Linked DNA regions of Danio rerio: region 1 is linked to region 2. Evidence: chromatin contacts called from public Hi-C data. All regions are on one chromosome and are shown on one strand. The core of a region is the stretch at or near the end of the contact, and the rest is flanking DNA. Distances in the headings are between cores, read along the strand shown.

Region 1 (6,018 bases), core at 2,833-5,332, 180 kb after region 2:
ACATAAAACACGAAATGTTACCCATGAAATGTTCTTCTTTTGTTTGCTCTTTATTCCGTACACAGCGCTAAAGTCCAGCATCTTCAGATTGGCTTTAGTCTTGACTAGTGCGGTTTAATGACACTTGTCCTGGGAGCACTGTACAAATATGGCGGCACTATTGACACATGCTCAGGGTCCGTATGCGATATCTAATGTATACATCTATGAATAGCTGCTGCTTACTAACTTTCTTCGATAATTCTTCCTTTGTGTTCCACAGAAGAAAAGAAACTCAAACGGGTCTGTAACAAGTTGATTAAATGAAAGAATTTACAATTGTGGTTGAACACGTCCTATACACTTGCCCTCTGCTGGCACTTTCACTAACCATAATCAGAGTGACATGTCACATTTAACCTTAAGAGCAGCCACAGACACTTGACTTTACTAGGTTAACTAACTCGAGCAGTATTTCAGTTATGCTGACCTATGTCACTTTTGAAGTGTCTGTGCATTTACCACATTTTTATGGTCAAGCTTTGCTTTCACAAATCAGGGTGAGAAACGTGTAATACGTGAAGTGTCAAAAGCTTCTCTCTGTTTGAGCTGATAAATTCAGCACATCGTCTAAATTCATGACTTTGTAAAGCTGTCAGCACATTCTTTTCCACAACCTCCTGTGCTCATTTAACCCTTTTCCTTCTCCGGCCAGAGAAAAGCAGCACCTTGCTCAGCACAAAACCCTTGTGCCTTCTGATAGCCGGAGGTTCTGGGAAGGATACACAATATGCTGAGGCTTGCATCGCACTGCCATCGTCCTCCATAACAGGAAGCTGGAACCCATTGTGCAGAAAGCTAAATCAACATGTTAAGAGGTGTGACCATATGACCATGGGTGACATGTGACCAGATGAGCAGGTTCAATGTGGAAAAGGGAAAACGAGGAATGAGCAGGCAATGAACGGTTTCCACCATAATTCCTGAGTGCTGAGCAGGTTAAAATGGATAATGGATCTCCATCTACACGAGATAGTCATGTGTGATCAGCAGGGTACAGTTCAAAGATCAAGTGCACTCGCACAGCTTCAAGGTAACGTATTAAACAGCATCACATAAAACACAAAATCCATCTGCAGATCATATGACTTGCTTAAATAAAACCCATGCAGACTTAATATTTAAACAGTCTTTTTGTGGTTTAATATTGACCGGCACTAGTCCACAAAGAGATTTGATTAGGAGCACAGCAGTACATATTTATTTAAAACATGCCACATTCTGAATTACACATCTATGTCTGCAATTATATTTGAATCAGAGAACTATAGATTAATGCCGCTGAAATCATCTAGCCAGGTATAAAATATTAAACTATAAATAATGTATACGAACACACGAGTCATTTTCAGCAGTTTTGTAATACATTCCTATCATTATACTATGGCTGGGCAATTAATCGAAAAAGTAATCCAAATCGACATTCAGAATCTATAATCGATCAAACTTTTCCAGGTACATTTTTAAAAATTATTTTCCCTACTGCATGTGGAGTCACGTGACCTTGCTCGGTTAAGGCTAATTTATACTTCTGCATCAAGCGCACATATCGTTCGGCAGGCTTCGTGCCGTCACATACCTGCACACCTTTTTAAAAAAATTAGCTACACATTGCACTTTGCACTACATTGACAATGATTGGAAGCTATGCCAGAGATGCCCTGCATTGCCAAATTTTCTATTACAAAAAAAATATTATTTACATTAATTAATTAAAATATTCAGAGAAGATGCTGCTTATTTTATACTTTTAATATGACAAACATTGAAAATAATTAATTTTGTGTCCAAAAGTGAGAGTTATTTATTTTCACGTTTTTAAGGAAAAAAAAAAATAACTGTTTTGTTTTCATTTCAGTTGTTCAGCGTTGATGCTCACCCTTCATTCAGAAATCTCTTACTTGTAATATGAGCATATTTACTGTACAAAACTTGTCAGTGAACTAAAAGGGCAAAAAAATTATTAATTGATAAATAAAATAATTGCTTAATTGCAATAAGAGTTAAAATGTTTAATTAATCGAGATTTTGATTTTAGGCCAAATCACCCAGCCCTACGTTATACTATAAATTAGTCTGGAACTACAAGATCTCCTTTTTAAGTGTTCTTTGAGGTTCCTGCAAACCCAAATAAGCAGCTCTATTATGTGATTCTCACATCATGAGCAGGTATTTATGGTACTGCCTTCCTTTACAGCACTATGCTACTGACTCCTATTGCACCCTGATCATTAGCTGGCTCTTTACTGACAAAAATAAGTTTTGCATTTGAATTTCATGAAGTTAAAATACCACCAAAGGCCTTCTGGCTCTTTTTTGGACCACTAGGCCCTTTGTGTTTTTTTTTTTTTTTTTTACATTTTATTAAGGTGCACTAATTTAAGATTGGTAAAGTTTGACAAATGTAATTGACACTGATTACTTTCCACACAGACAGTATGGTAGACTTGAACGATCAGCAAAAGTCTGATGTACAAACGATCTGCATGCTTGAAATTGCAAGCTGATTGTTTTAATAGCTTTTGACTGATTAATATTTCTATTTTGATCATTTATTTTTAAATCTAACATTTTCCTTCAATTAACAACATATATTTTCAACGGTTTCAATTTTTGCGACAACCAAGTTTAAATGACTTGACCCCTGGAAAAAAAGTGTTTTGTAACAGATACGAATGGACCAGGATCTATATGACTGTGTTCAAGGATGGAATAATCACTGGATATACTATAAAGTTTGCTGGGTAATTAACTTCTAATGGAGTCTAAACGACTGGTTCCTGTCCGAAGCAAGCTGTGATGGGAACCAGACCTCTTATGATATAAAACTAACAACTGACAAATACAGACCATTATAGATCTGAAACAGTATAAATTTGATTCTACAACAGATAAATCCAGCAGCATGAATATTTGTTTTACATTAAAATGCTTAATTAATAAAAACATTATTGTGTATGAATTGTGGCCAAAATTTAAATACTAAAAAGGCATTAACTGAGTGCCTCAATTGAAAATAAATCAAAAGTAACAGTAAATAAATGCAGGACTTCAGTGCAAATAGTAGCAGATTGCAGAGGCATCATGGGATACACACGTCTATAGGTGGGGCCTATTACACCTGCTACCTGAATCAGGTAATCACCTCAATCCTAAAATCAGTTTGGTTACTTTATGATCGGACAGAGGATAAAACAATAGTGGATGTCTTTTGTAAAATACAAGAATTTATTTATTTAGGAAACAAAGTGTAGGCTTTCCTCTGTAGTTTACTTTTTATAAACACAACTAGAGGCCAAGACAGCTGACCAGTGTAGATAAGCTGAATTAAAGCAAATCTCAATATACTCAACACAATCACTTTCCATTGCCATAAATCTTTTCCAATCGACATTGTAGCTTAAATGTACGAAATTTACATCTATTCCACTTGACCAAACCGTCCGAATGATCGAATAATCTTGCTCAAATACGCTATTTGATAAGGGCAACTAACAAGGTCTCGTTTTTTTCAACGAGACAACCAGTAACGTTAACGTTATATTTATTATTCAGATGGTTACCACCGACAAACGTTAGCTAAGCTAACTCCCCTGCTACTACTACTACAGCTCCATTCATATTCATCGGGGAATGACTTACTAAAGCAGTGTATTACAATTCATCACTTTAAACTCACAATAAAATGACCGAGGCGTCAAAATTAGGTGTTTTTGAGTCCTTACCTGCAGGTGCTCCTGGAATCTGATGGGCAGGATTTGAGCCATGATGGTGGTGGTGGTTCCTCTTCGATTTGCTCTCTAATTCCTGCTATTAGTTCTGCCTTATCTAAACTACTCCAGAGCCGGGGATGAATGGAGGTGGTCTGGTGTTTTTTTGGGGAGGGGGCAGATGAACCGGGAATGTGTTAGGTTTCTCTAGTCGCCCGTTGAATATAAATGAGGCGCTTCAACTCCAGAATGTCAACCGCCGCTGAGAGGAACTCTAGAAACCTGCAATGGCGGCGGAACCCGTCCGGTGGAGAAACGCACCGGAAAGAGACGTAGACCTCAATGGAGGCGGAGGAATATGAGCACCGCGAGGAATATGGATTTTAGTTTGTTTGACAATAAATGTCACCACTTTAGAAATCAAAATACATTTATGGATATTGTATCTGTTTTGTGATTATTTTGAAAGATGGGAGGTGTTATTAAGCTACGTTTAAGCGTAAATGTGTGGGTACTATTTCTTTGCGAATCGCCCTTTGCTTTTTGCCACATCATTCGTCCTCGTGAATTGACGTCAGTTCCGATTTAATTTCTCATGTTTTATTTGTATATTATATGCAGGGGCGTTTCAATGCTTTCATCGGTACGGTACTTCAAGTACTTTTGTGTTTTGGTATTATTGGTATCGCATTTTGGTAGGAAAATGCGGAGCACCGTCGTCTGAAAGCTAAAATGCATCTCTTGAAACCTAACCAAGATCCTTATCACATGGAAACTACAGGGTTCACGGAAAGGTTTTCTTTTAATTGATTGTAAATAAATAAATTACTATTCGTGTTGTTTGCGCTGAAACCAGTTCACTCTAGCGGAAAAACCCTCCGAACGGAGATTTGCTGAGACCTGCTCGATTCATTCGAACTGAACCACGACCCGTTTCTGGCCCTTTTGCTTAATAGCCTGGTCAGTTCATGAAAAAGAACCGACTCGGAAGAACATGTTGGTCAATTACTTTTTTTAAAATATCGAAGCAAATGTAACACAGCTTTAATTTTTCTCAGTAACTTAACATTGTAACATGTTCTGTTTTTTTGTATTTTTCCTGAGCAAATAATGATCTTAAATCAATGATCATAAATCACAGATCATTAATACCATTTTCAACATCCAGATCTTTTTGAATTACCGCATCTCTGTTTAATGTTTTTTTTTCATATTTATTTTGTTTTGTCACTTTATGTACACTGGAAGCTTCTCTAGCCAAAACAAATTCCTTGTATGTGTGAAGCACACTTGGCAATAAAACAGATTTTGAAAAAGTACCAAGACACCCACTAAATTGTCATTCAAAAACAACAAATGACACTAAAAATCGTGTCAAGCATGTTGAGAATAATTATTAGAAAACTGTAAAAACACAAATTATAAATCAGAATCTTTAGAATTCGCCAGATACATTTGTGAAGTATTTAATAATATAAAATGTAACAAAATGTAGTGTTCAAAAAAAAAGAACATAGAAAAAAAACATAGATTTACAATGTTTCTGAAACGTTAAGCAGGGTTCATTCCGCTGTGGCGACCCCGGATTATTAAATGGACTAAGCCGACAAGAAAATGAATAAACGTACATTAAGCACTTATTTTAAATATGCCTTTAAATTAAACGTTCAACTGTAAACACCTGAACAAACTAATCTTGAGTAATTCCAAAAAATTAGGTTAGGTTATCATATGGTGCACAGTAGATACACTATACTAACAGAAGGGAGTGAAAGTAAAGTGAAGTAAATTGGTTAAGCAATTCCTCCCTCCAGTCTGTAATGGTGGGGCTGATAGCCATGAATTGTAGTCATTTCCTCTTAAACTTGGTCAGGGTTTGTGTGTGCTCCATCATAAAGAAGGTGTGGCCAGAAGAATGAACTTGTTGATCTGACTTGTAAAAAAACATGTATTACTTGTGGATCCCAAAAACAGAAGAAAAAAATAATAATTCAGGTGCACTGCTTGAGAGAATGAGCTTATTAAAACTGTACTATGAAAACAGATCTACAATTATACACTATTTAGATATATACACAAATACCTCGTTAAAATACGCAGTTATGAAATGAAATAGTATGTAATACTGCCATCTAGTGTTCTTTACACAAAACTACAAACAACAAAAAATACAAAGACTTCATGAAAACGTCTTTTTAATGTTATTCATAATTTAAGTGGTCTATGCAATACATAATAGTTTACTGTGAATAAATAAAACATGATGTAA
Region 2 (5,308 bases), core at 193-2,692:
GACACATCCATAACAAATGTTTATTTCCTCATTTAAAATATAAAAAATGTTTACAGATTGATATTTTTCTGATCCCTTAACTCTGTGGTTGGAGGTTTTTACAATATAAACCGAAGTTTTAATATACCCTTAAGAAATACTTTCTCTGTGAATTTATGTTTTGAGATTTTACCACAAATGTCACATCCATAATGCTGGAATTGCTCAATAATAAAATTACCAGCAATTCAGCAAGACACACTGATGTCTGTCTAATAAAGCAAACCGGTAATAATATGTGTGAAACTGATTATTCAGACATTATTATCAGTCATCCACAGCCTTGGGTGTGTTCATGACAGCTTCCTATCAGGTACTGTAATATTGCATTTGCTTGTCCAAACTCATGTGCAAGTTAACAAAGTTTGTTTACAACTACATGATACAGGTTGCTGGATTCAAGAAAAGCACAGATAGTACAATTCTGATGAACAATACGGTATATTTCCTCCCTCTTATAGTTGTAAACAAACCGTCAGCTCCTGTGAGTTAGTGAACAATTGTTTTGCTTTGCAACAAAACATTGTCATGAAAGCACACATGATTGTTGGCTGAGGTTGTAGATTAGAAAATGTTCTAAACAATGTTTGTTCTTGAACAGATTAGCAATTTGCTTTATGAGACAGTGTATATTTGGTGACCACAATTTTGTTTTGCATCTATATGTTTATCTTGACTTTCAAAGTTTCAGGTTTCTGAAAAGAAGGCTTGTTGTTGTTTTTTTAAGCTGTCTCAGTTAATCAATAACGTGCTGACCAGCTATTCTGTCCTAAATAATCAGCTAGTAGTTAACATTATATCTGATATGACTAACTTTAGCTAGTGGATGGTTTGTTGCCGTTTCAAGACCCACCATCTTAATAACCAGCCTGAACCAGCTAATATCCAGCTTAGACCAGCCAAAACCCTTAAATCTTTAGCTTTAAAACATGATTAAAAAGAGATTAGTGGACTATTCTAAGCTTTTTCAGACACACCATTGTAACTTGGGTTTAATGTGTTGGACTAATTGAGTGATAACTTGTCAATTATATAATAGCCGACCACGGTACTGTCACACTTTACCATAGTACAGCCATAGCACTTTTAAGCCGTGCTTTTAAAACGGTAAGGTGTTGGCTCTATTCTCAGGCCGGTTCAGTCAATGCGGAAAATCTGAAACGAGCCGGTTAACGGGTACATACCCCGTCGGAGAGCTCCTCATCTGACACGTTGTCCTCCGGCGGGTCCAAATCGATATCAAACACCCCAGCCATGGCCACAGTCTCCTTACTCTCCAATACCCGAATTAAGACGAATCCCGACGCCTCATGATCCAGCACGACTCACCGACGCCATAACCGGCTCCGGTACGCAACGTTCCCCAACGGAGATCAACTACCGGTAAACGTAAATCAGAATGTCACAGGGCGTCAGTGCGCATGCTCAGAAATGTGTAAAACAAAAGTCAACAAACAGATTGACCATTTTAATCAAACAAACACACGAATGTGTTGCTTTTTACTCCGACAGATTCAAAGTCGAGGTAAGAGTGTGTTAAATATAGACACACGTCATTTTGGGTGTTTAGGAAGCTGGTTTTAGGTGTAGTATCACTGAGTTACCAATAGATGTCGACAAAAGACTGGATAATGTTTTGATTGCGTCCATAGCTCCGAACAACTTGTCATGACTTTCAGACAGTTATTGCACAATCGGTCTTGTGATCCTGTGTTTTAAAATAGGTACGACAATAAAATTGTGTACTCTCTATATTAGAATTGTTAGAATTAATAGTTCATATCAGTCAAGTGTGCGATTCTATTTTAATCAGTTTAGAAGTGCTGGCATTCAACAATAGGCTACTTGATTGCAGATCAATATCACGGTCACTTCATAATAGTGAATTCAGATATACAAATACAGACTTGTTATGTCTCCGTCCTAATATTAATTTGATCTAATGTCAGCTGAGTTGTCAGCTAATCCAATCTTTAGTCATTCTTAAGCATCGTCATAGTATGTTTCGTTTAATTTGTCAACACTCCTGTTTTCTAGCATATCCAAAATACTCTGGTCCTCTAAATCTTTTATCAATTTCTATTTTCTTTCCATTCTATCTTTTATATACAGTTGAAGAATTATCAGCCCCCCTGTTTATTTTTTCCCCATGCAATTTCTGTTTTACGAAGAGATTTATTCAACACATTTCTAATAGTTTTATTAACTCATTTCTAGTTACTGATTTATCTTTGCCATGATGACAGTAAATAATATTTTACAAAATATTTTAAGACACTTCTATACACCTTAAAGTGACATTTAAAGGCGTAACTAGGTTAATTAGATTAACTAAACAGGTTAGGTAATTAGGCAAGTTATTGTATAACGATGCTTTGTTCTAGAAAATCGAAAAAAATATATAGCTTAAAGGGGCTAATAATTTTGACCTTTAAAATATATTTTTAAAAAGTAATAACTGCTTTTATTCTAGCTGAAGTAAAACGAATAAGACTTTCTCCAGAAGAAAAAAAATATTATCAGACATACTGTGAAATTTTCTTTGCTCTGTTAAACATAATTTAGGAAATATTTGGAAAGAAAAACAATTTAAAGGGGGCAAATAATTCTGACTTTAACTGTGGTATATTAAAGCATGTAGCAGTTTTATCTCTGTTCTATCTACTTTTGCCAAATGATTAGTTAAAATGTATAACAACAATGTAATATACTAAAATACCATAACAAACGTACATAAATTATTGTGCCATGAAAATATATCTATCCTGGAGTTGCATTGACTATTGGATTATTATTGTTTTTGTTTTTTTGTAAAGAGCTATTCCTCTCCTGTCCTACCCTTGCAGCCATTTTAAAGGATAGTAGAAGAAAGACACAAGCCCACACACTACACATTGTTACGAAGTGCTGGATAGCCACAATTCTCTGTTCCTCTTATAACACCACATGAATGGATTACAACGGGCACTTTGTGTGTCACTAAGCAGAACAAAAAATGACTATGCAAATTACTGTTACGGGGACTTTCCAAGGAAAAAACGAGACATAACTCATTCATCTTTCTCATCAAACACTAATTCACTTTTTAACTTGACACTAAAACAGTGCGTATCATATAGTATGGCTGTTTATTTGAAGTGGAATAGGGCTCACTGCTCCCCAAAAATGTGTCCGTTTTCTCCATTCGTGTTTTAATGAAACACACCTGTGGGTTTTGCGTGTCATGGGAATAGTAGTTACAAGCTCATGAGAGTTTACCTGAGGAAAGACACCCATGATTTGCGTCAGGCTGGGTAACGTTTACACCTGGGTCTGACTCAGCCTGGGTGCGCCAGTGTTCTCCTGTTCGCTGACAGCACATCATTCATTCATGTGACGGGACGGGACGGGCCCCTGACTTACCTGGACTTCAACACTTTTCATTATAAGTGCACTTGCTTTTGACAGCTGTGATGAGTTACCTTTACTCTAAAAATTTTGAAAATATTATTTAGCTTGTAGGTCATTGCGTATCTTCTTTTAAAAACATTTAATTAGGATAATGCTATGGTATGACTTCATTTTGACGGTCCCTTTAATACATTTTGTTGAATTTAAGTTACATTGCATCTACATGCCAACTAATTCTCATTAGCTTATAAGTAGGGTTAGTGTAAGTTAGTTGTTGACACGTACTTGCAAAGTTTCTTATAGTTAATAAATGTCTGTTGAAGGAGCAGTATCATATTATAAGTATCAATAATATAAAGTAGGCTATCAGTATCAATATTAAGCAGTCTACTAATACTCCAATGAGAAGTAATCGGCCTTGCAATACAACCTTTAGTAAACAAAATTTGTTTTCAATTAAAATAAAGTGTTATCAGTTTTTAATTTATTTTACTTGAATTTTATTTTGGCCCACTAGAATTAAATAATATACACACAACTCTTATGAATATTATGACAACCTATGATAATGATGGATAAAAGGTCAACCAGGTGGTTAATGCCTGTTAAAGGGTTACATAAAGTTCTTTTAAAATGATCTTAATGCATCCTTATAGATTGGAAAGACATTTAAGACACTAAAAGGGTTACAAATTAATAATCAATTAATAAAAAATGTATAAATATATTTTTTAAAGTATCATACTTTCGCAGTTCATTAAATACATCATGAACTGCATACAGAAGTTGTCTAAAGATGTAAATTTAAATATAATTTGAATATAATTTAAATATAGTTTAATTAGTGCAAATTTGTTTAAATACTTACAGTAGCAGGTCAACTTTAATATTCTGGTTTCATAAAGACCCATTTGAAATGTTTTACAGAAGGTATTCTGGGTGTCTTTTAAGACGTCATTTTATTTTATTTTTGTAAAATAATAATAATAATAATAATTTATTTAGTTAGACCATTATTTGCATAAACACAACCCTAAAAACCTTTAAATTACAAATCTGAATTAAAGATTTAGGTTTAGTGTTTGTAAGTGTTGGTAAAGTGGAGATTTATGATTCATTACAGCAGGAGAATAACTCATTTTGAGAAAATGCATTGGAATTTAAATCTATAATACTGATCAATTCTGACAAAAGGGTGTTTCTTCATAATGAACTGGGGGAAAACACATTATAAAAACCCAAAATCTCCAAATTGACGTGTGTATAAAAAATACATATCAAATACTATTTAAAGCTCACTCGTGTCCCCTACTGGTTCATCAAGGTAGTGCGCACTATGCGTGCACGTTTTCAAATGTAGAAGTATGATATTGGTCACATGATTAGAAAAAGCACCTGACCTTGTTGTGCAACCTGAACGGTGGTGTCGTTTGAAAACTACAACCGAACACGTCAAGCCGTAATTTGAATATTAAAACCTGTTTAAACGATCCATTTGCATAATGGTGAGCCCCCAGGCAAAATCTGTAACTGTAGTGGGCGTGGCAGTTTGTAACATAAGTTCATTCTGACACGATGAATACGAGAACATCGTGTTATACAGAAATATACAGTCGTTTAGCATTACTTTTTAATGAGCGCAGCTTTAACTGAGTGCGTGTTTTAATAATAGTCTATTATGCTTATTTATGTTTATGTATAGGCTATATATTATTAATTCAACTGCTTAGTTTATACACTTAAAACATTTTATTATTAGCCTATTTTATTTATTACTATTATTTTATCTATCATTATTTTTGCGCTTTCATGCAGCTGTAACTGGGTGCATGCTTTTAATATTATTCAATTATGCTTATTCATGTTTACGTCTCTCTCT

The links. A called contact is a pair of places that touch in the nucleus more often than the background predicts.
Region 1: a contact with region 2 is called in a Hi-C map of hematopoietic stem cells, with 4 times the contacts expected there. The contact joins the promoter of cltca here to the promoter of rps6kb1a in region 2. A contact is called at or near these places in 2 of 18 Hi-C or Micro-C datasets (caudal fin and hematopoietic stem cells) and 2 of 4 datasets of contacts at active chromatin or transcription factors (caudal fin and embryo).

Annotation. Positions count from the first base shown.
Region 1 is chr10:33,287,420-33,293,437 of GRCz12tu, forward strand. cltca (clathrin, heavy chain a (Hc)) reads right to left here and starts at 4,083. Exons shown (of 31, transcript NM_001005391.2): 1 at 3,765-4,083. The coding sequence starts at 3,806. btg3 (B-cell translocation gene 3) reads right to left here. Exons shown (of 5, transcript NM_001326708.1): 5 at 5,928-6,018.
Region 2 is chr10:33,111,542-33,116,849 of GRCz12tu, forward strand. rps6kb1a (ribosomal protein S6 kinase b, polypeptide 1a) reads right to left here and starts at 1,443. Exons shown (of 15, transcript XM_685634.10): 1 at 1,224-1,443. The coding sequence starts at 1,295.